Regions from separate parts of the Gossypium raimondii genome. Here region 1 is linked to region 2. The links are chromatin contacts, called in public Hi-C maps. All regions are on one chromosome and are shown on one strand. Each heading gives the region's core, a stretch centred on a gene start, on an enhancer-like site or on the middle of the called end of the contact. The rest is flanking DNA. Distances are from core to core; before and after follow the strand shown. Region 1 holds the start of LOC105777457 (membrane protein PM19L). Region 2 has its middle 17 kb from the start of LOC128034150.

Evidence for each region. Hi-C and Micro-C count contacts between places; a contact is called where the count stands out from the background.
Region 1: a Hi-C map of leaf shows a contact between it and region 2, with 3 times the contacts expected there. The contact joins the promoter of LOC105777457 here to the enhancer-like site in region 2. A contact is called at or near these places in 2 of 2 Hi-C or Micro-C datasets (both in leaf).

The regions. Positions count from the first base shown.
Region 1 is chr10:41,988,089-41,991,906 of ASM2569854v1, reverse strand. LOC105777457 (membrane protein PM19L) reads right to left here and starts at 1,857. Exons shown (of 3, transcript XM_012600742.2): 1 at 1,731-1,857; 2 at 1,477-1,654; 3 at 1,164-1,383. The coding sequence starts at 1,857. The coding sequence ends at 1,164. It overlaps LOC105777456 (haloacid dehalogenase-like hydrolase domain-containing protein At2g33255), which reads left to right. Exons shown (of 6, transcript XM_052622730.1): 5 at 1-125; 6 at 266-585. The coding sequence ends at 118.
Region 2 is chr10:41,899,248-41,903,202 of ASM2569854v1, reverse strand. No RefSeq gene overlaps it. Among protein-coding and RNA genes, the nearest start is that of LOC128034150, 17 kb to the left of the region's middle. Within about 2 kb of position 2,687, the one cell type or tissue checked has open chromatin away from gene starts, as enhancers often do. A contact at or near this core is called in leaf, where this site is marked.

The DNA of each region.
Region 1 (3,818 bases), core at 608-3,107, 90 kb before region 2:
AAAGGGGAGATATGGCTCTCAAGACTTCGCCAACTTGGATCTAACACCAGATTTCAAAGTGTCTTCCCTGATTGAAGTTCATTCTCTTCTGAAATCTAACTTTGACTTAACACCCTGATTTCCCGGTAAAGGTCCTACACTAGATTTATCTGATAGCCTTTTTTACCTTAAGAAAGAAAGATTTTAACAGTTGAGGAACACTTGAAAAGTGGAAAACAGTAAGGAACTGAACTTTGGTATAAGATGCTGCTTTGTTTATCTGTAGGGAGCAAAAAGAGAGATCTTTTGTAGCTGGATAACCAAGGGGTTTTGTGTGTTGTTGAACAAGGAGCATGCTGGTATGTATTTTATTCTTGGTACCTTTGTTGTTCATTTAGATGTTCTACTGTAAAGAAATATTAGGCAGAAAGTCCCTCTTTGTTAATCTTTTTTTCATTGGCGAATTCAATTATGTTAAAGAAGGAATATCTTTGTGAAATACCCATTACTCTCAAATGCTGATCCCCAACCAGAAAATTAGGAGTGTGAAAGCTGAATAAACCGAATTGACTTAATTTTAGGTATTTATAGTTTTATTTTCTTTAATTTGTATTTTCTTAAATTTGGTTTACTTTTAATTTTGTTTTATATCAAATTCTTTATAAAAATTATTAAAAATTTAAATCAAGTAATGTTTAATGAACTCAAAAAGGTACCTACCAAGATATATTTTCCATGGTCGCCATATATGATCATATTTTTACTGTTCTTGACGAGTATATGTTTATTTAGATGTTTTATATATATTAATTATTAAAATATTGATGAATATTGTGGATTTAGACTTTTAATAAGATTAAGTTTTAATAATAAATATTTAAGTGTATGAAAATGGGTTGTGCAATTTATTCGGTCTGATTCACTTCGGTCGGGTTTTAGAATATCTTTTTTCACACCCCTACAGAAAATGCTGCCAAGTCTCATATTACAGGAGTTCTATCAATGCAACTATTGTCTGATGAGGCACTCTCTCATCTACTTTCTAACCTGAATTATTAAGCAATACACACAACAGATACAAAGCAGCGAATACCATGTCAACAAATATAGAAGGAACTTCAAAGAGTTCACAAAGCAAAACTACATTTTAAAAAAGGCAAGTTCCAGTTCAACACTATAGTCCTTCAAACCCTAGACCCTGTTACAGCAGGGCCGCCCTTAGGCACCGGCTGGCCCTCATATTCGGTGTCTCGATACCCTGGTCCATACCTACTGCCAAATAGACCAGCATGGATCAAACAAACGTACAAGAGTTCGGTTAATGTGAGAATTATTATGAGAGCTTCAATTACTCTCAATCTCCACCCTCTCCGCCCTCCTATATTTATATGCTTGCAAGCAAACCTGTCAAGGGAAAACAGTTGTTTTCAAAGATGAAAAATGGAGTAATTGGTCGAGTTTGATAAATACATAAAATGGGTAAAATGCGAAGTTCACCCAAAGGCTAATGCAGTCAAGGCCCAAGCTATTAACGAAGATGAACCAGCTTCAGCCAAACTATCACTTCTCCAGGACCTAATATGACCCCCTCCTGCTAACTTTGAAACTATGCCGGCTACAGCAGCCAAGATTGAGATTGTCAAGAAGAAACCGGTGGCTCCATTTCCACCCATACCTGAAACACTTCCCTCGGGTTAAAACCAAGCAACACAATGTTTTCTTTTAAACGTAACAATAGGGTTATCACTTACTTGGGTGAGCAGTTTGGCCATCGATAAACCTATTAAAACACCAGCTAGCGAATCCGAGCACAATGAAATACATGATCAAGTTGAGAAACAGCAATGGAGCTGCTATATTCCTTCCAACTGTAGCCATAGTTAAGTCAGATAGAACAGTTGAAGAAGCAGACAACCCAAGCAAATTTGCTGACTTGAGCCTAAAGATTTTGAGCAATGACAAGAGACTATGGCTATGGATGGTTAATATAGGGGAAGTTATAAGGTGGATGGGATCTACGTGTAAAGCAGTGAGGCAATGCATGCAAACGCAGGGGAGTGGATACAGGTGGAAGGACACCTGTCGAAAATGGTGTTTACGTTTTACAGTGATCCTTCTCTTCTGGAATCTGGAAGCTTTAGAAATTCTGCTGACGGTGTTCATATCCAGTGTTTCTGAGAATGTATTATTAGTTTATTACCCAGCGTTTAATTTCCTCGGTTTCAAATTTCTTATTGTTCTATTAACCCAATGGGTGCATTTTCTAGAATTCCTAAATTTGTTTAAAAATTTAACTCTCTATATTTAATTACGTTAATATTATTATTTCAACTCAAATTAAATATTATTATTTATGAAATATTTGAATTTGAAAAATTTTCGTTGCATATTCAAACCAGTAAAAAATTAATAAAATAATTAAATAACAATTCAAACAACTATACTTAACAATTTAAATATAAGGATTACAATTGATTGAGTCTTAACTCGATTGACATTGATATTTTTATTGTCGAAACCATTTTTTTGTATGGGCCGACCTTTATATTTAAAATGAAAACGGGAGTCGCCACCAATCTTTTTTTTTATGAGGTGTGATCGGGTCACCTCGTAATTTGGTTATTTTAATAAAATATTTCGATTCATCAAAATAACGATTTTAGTCTACGGAATTCAAGAAAACGGGTTCGAGAGTCGGTTACGTGCGAAGAAGGATTAGCACCCTCGTCACGCCCAAAATTTGTACCTAATTGATTAATTATTGTCTAAATGTCAAAAATTGAAAACTTCGAAAGAATTTGAAATACAACCCCTCCCTTTTATTAACGTTAATTTTAAAAAATGTTTGAATCAAATTGAAACGAGCATCAATGGCCCACTCGTCCCGCGATAACAATATGCCACATCTCGTAAGTTAGGATGCGACACTTGAACCCTTGAGAATAAGCTTGCCTTTAATTTTTATTCAAAACTTAGGTATTTTAAATTTAGAAGGATGTTCAGTTGTTTAGATTGAACGAGAAAATCGAAACCCCGTAAGTTAGGGTACGACTTCTCGAATTTTCAAAAACGAAACATTGCCTTATTTTAAAATTTTCTTTTTTGAATAATAGCGATTACAAAACCTAAACGATGCGTGCTATTTAGTTGAAATATAATAAAATAGCCCATTATGGATAAAGGAAAAAAAATTAAACGCGACCTTTGAAGTGATTTTAATGATATGTGATGGAGTAATAATATACAACATGGAGTAATAATTTACGAATAAAATGTACGTACACTAATGAATCACAATAACTTGAAAATACGAATAAACTAATTATAATACACATAATGACAATAGTCACACCACATGTCGCTTTAATAACAATATTAACAATTAAAGAAAACGAAACAAAATAATATATAGAACAATTTGAAGTAAATAGTATAAAACAATTTAAAGTAACTAATATGTAAAACAAATTAAAATAAATAATAGACAAAGCAATTTAAAATAAATAACATATAAGACAATTTAAAATAATATATAAAAAGTTTAAAATAAATAATATGTAAAAAGAAGTTTAAAATAAATAATGTACTAAAAAGTTTTAAAAAATAAATGATATATATAAAAACAATTCAAAATAAATAATATATATGACAGTTTAAAATAAATAATATATAAAAATTTAAAATGGATAATAGTTTGAAATAGTTTAAAATACATTATATGTGGAAAACTTAAAATAAATAATAATAAAATAATTTAAAATAAATAATATATGAGAAATAGGTTTAAAATAAATAAATAAATAACAAATTTGCGAAAATAAATTGAAATCAAACAGATT
Region 2 (3,955 bases), core at 1,438-3,937:
GGTTATTTCTTAGCTTGCTTATTTGTTATAACCTTAAGGGAGTTGTAATATTAAAATTTGGATAGAAATCTTAAAAGAGTTGTAAGGTTAAACTTTGTCCTCAAAGGTTGTCAAATTAGTTAATTTGAGAAAATCCTTAGTTGTGGAAAGCTAAGGTAGTGGGGTAGGCAATTGGGGCCAAACCACTATATATCGACTTGTTCATTGTCTTTATTTATTCTCTTTGCTCCCAAAAATTTTAAAAGGCCAATTCACCCCCTCTTGGTGTTTACGAATTGATTAATCGAGCTAATAGTTAGTTATTTAATTTTAAAAAGAATTTATAAAAATATAAAAGGACAAAAACACATTATAATAAGAAACAATAGTTAGTTTTTGTACTCGACAAAAAGAGTAAGTGAGTTGACAAGTATCTTATAGGAGTATAATCAAATATTTAAAAAATGTGAATATTTGGTACACCGGTAGTGTATTTTTTAATATCATAACAACCTTAAAAATTGCCACGTATCTTTTTTTTATAAATATTTTAGTATATCCCTATAGGACATTTGTCAACCCTTAACCTTACTTGTGGAGTCTAAAACTCCATTGACAATATACAAAATATTTTTCCTTAAAATAAATATTAAAAAAAGACACATGTCAAATTTTAAAGGTTGCTTGAGAAATAATAACGTATATAGGTTAGTATTTGGTACTTTTTATTCCACAAGCAATTTCAAAAATTAGCATGTGTCTCCTTTTTAAAATACTTTTTAGTATTTTACTATACCATTATATGATATTTATCAACCCCGATTCTACTTGTAAAGTCTAAAATTTCCATTGGCGATGTACTAAATATTTTCTTTATAATAATATTTAGTACTTTCTAAAAGGTATTTTAAACTACTTTTAATTGAATTGGTGGTCAATTAACTCGTGATATTAATTCAATCAAGAATTTTATAATAAGAAAATATTTGGTACATTACCAAAGAAGTTTTTAGACTCCAAAAGCATGATTAGGGTGATGATAAGTATTCTATTATTATAGTAAAATATTTAAAAATAAATATATAGACTTATGAAATTTTAAAAATATACTGTTAATTTATGAAATATTAAATATAGATATAGATCATACAAAGTGATACTTTTTGTTTTGATAGAACATACAAAGTGATACTTAAAAATGGTTTATGATTGTCAATTCATTCATTGTAGAATGACAAAAGACATATAAAATCTTCTACCAATTTTAAATTAAAAGTTATGGGTAACCAGGCTCATTAATAAATAAAATTAAGGTTTATGGCTGAGTGGGATTATAGTTGGTAAAAAAATTTAATTTCAAATTTAACTCGAATTAATTCAATAATATGTTTTATTATTTAAAATATATTTTTTTTGTCAATAAATTTGGACTAGACTTGATCAAATGCCCGGTAGCCTATTTGGGCCGATTTAAGCTAGGTTTGAACAATCATTTTTGTACTTTGGACTACACTAGTTGGAATTCAATTTAAATAATAATAAAAAATTTAAAATTAATTAAAAATATATATAAAAGATCAATTTTATTATTTTTTAAGTAGTAAAATGAGCATTTTGGGCGAGCTAGCCCAATCCAAAACAGGGCTTGGGCATAAAATTTTTTTGGAACCGAGCTTTGACTTGATCCATAGACAGCTCTAGTCCAAACTATCTAGTGATACTAAAATATCTGTGCCAAAATCGAGAATAATTCATAAGTTTTGTGCCAAAGGTTTTTTTTTTTTTTGTTTAAGTTCATTTTCGTTGAAGTCCAAGTGTAACAATCCGTATTTTAGTGGTATTGAAAACGATAGTTTTGGAATCTCGTACTCTGATGATCGAGTCAGCAAATATTATCTATTAATATTTACAAGCCTATTAAAGTGTTATAGTGATGTTTGGTCTAGTAATTTTGTTGATCGGTTAGTAATTAAAGTACAAGAACTAAGATTCAATCGACAACACAACTATTTTAATATTATATTAAATAAGCTTCTTAAGTAATATAATAATTATTGAGTTGATTTTCAAAACCAATAATTACTAAAAACATATTGCAATATTAATACTTCTATGAAACTAAAGGTTAATAGTTTTTTTTTTTTTTGGTAAAATAAAAACTTAGGACAAACTTAAGGAGACAATATATTACGTATTTCGAGTTACTACCAGCAGACAAAGACTGATTTCCCCTAGAAATTCCTGAACAGAAAACGACGGTTCCTCTAAAACCAAATGTCGATCCAAATCGCCTTCAGCTTCTTTTGCAAGACAGTCTGCAACTTTGATATTACTTCTATGAATATGCCTGAACTTTAGCTGCCATTTTTTAGAGCAATATCTATGAATCATTCTTATTTCCTCACAGTGCTTACTACTGCCAAACCATCCTGCAAGGATTTTATCAGCATCACATTATCACTTTCAACCTTCACTTGCCTTAAGCCTTTCTCCCAAGCTAGTTGAATACCTTCAAGAACAGCTCGAGCCTCAATCTGAAAAGTATTCGCCATGCCAGTCGTCATCGTGAAGCCAATTAACCAACCCCCATTAGGACCCCTACTCGCTCCACCTACTGACGCCTTTAAACTACAATGGGAAACCGACCCATTCACATTAACCTTGACCCATCCAGAAGCAGGAAGCTACCAATGTTTTTCCGTCATGGTCGAACAGGACCACTTCTCTAAATCCCCTTCAAGATTAAAGGATTTTGTCCATGCACTAGCCCAAGAGATAATATCTTTGTTATTTCCAAATATTCTTCGTAAATCCACAATCCCTTATCACGTGGATTGTAGACTCGACTACATTTCCACACAGTTCACAATAAGGTGAATGGGTCATACCTCGCCTTACACGTTCTTCATTTGTCAATAGTCTGCCACGAATAAACAACCATAGAAACATTCTTACCCTTTGTGGAGTAGCAGTATTCCAAATCAGCTTCTCATTACCACTTTGACCTGATCTATCAAAACCAAATATGTTTTTATACGATTCTGCAACTGAAAATTTCCCAGTTGTCACCCATCGCCAAGAAATAAAATGGGGACCTGCAGCCCGCGAAGGTCCTTTACACGCCAAAATACCATTTATCGCATGTCGAGGAAGAACCGAATCTAGCCATTGCAAGTTCCATATGCTTTCCGATCTAACAACATCACATACACGAGTGGACTCATCCAAATTCCCTTGCCCAGTATAAAGGTACTTTAAAAGCCCCACATCTTTCAACCAAACATCATTCCAAAAATTAATCATTTGTTCATCCCGTACCGTCCAGTATCCCAAACATGAGATAAAGAATATGATCCGGAATCAGCCATGAATACGATATTTGTTACGTAAAACTCTAACCCAAAATGTGTCTGGACTTGTAATCAAATTAAATCCAAGTTTTAAGAGAAACAGTTTGCTCTGATCTTGCAACCGACGTATACCAAGACCCCCATTTACAAGTGGCTTACAACAGTCCTTCCAACTGACCAAAGATGGTTTGTGTCCTGAGGAAGAAGCCCCCCACAAGAAACCACGAGCTATTTTTTCTATTTCCTTACCAATTGTGGTTGGGATTCTGGCCATTGTCATAAAATAATTAGGAATCGTCATTAAGACAGATTTCACCAACGTAAGCCGACCAACCAAGGAAAGGCTACGCATGTCCCAACCGGAGAGACGATTCTGAACTTAATCCAATATAAACTGGAAATTATTAACCCCCTAGATCCGTGATCATGGTAAACCCGAGTTTGATTCGAATGCTTTCAGCAGCTTCATCCAATATATTTTTCGAAAAGAATAATTTTGTTTTCTGATAATTAATACGATGCCCAGAATAGTAACAGAACGAATCAAGAATCTATTTAAGACACTCTGCTTGCAAAATAAAACCAAATCATCAGCGAAGAACATGTGGGATAATCCTGGCCCACGA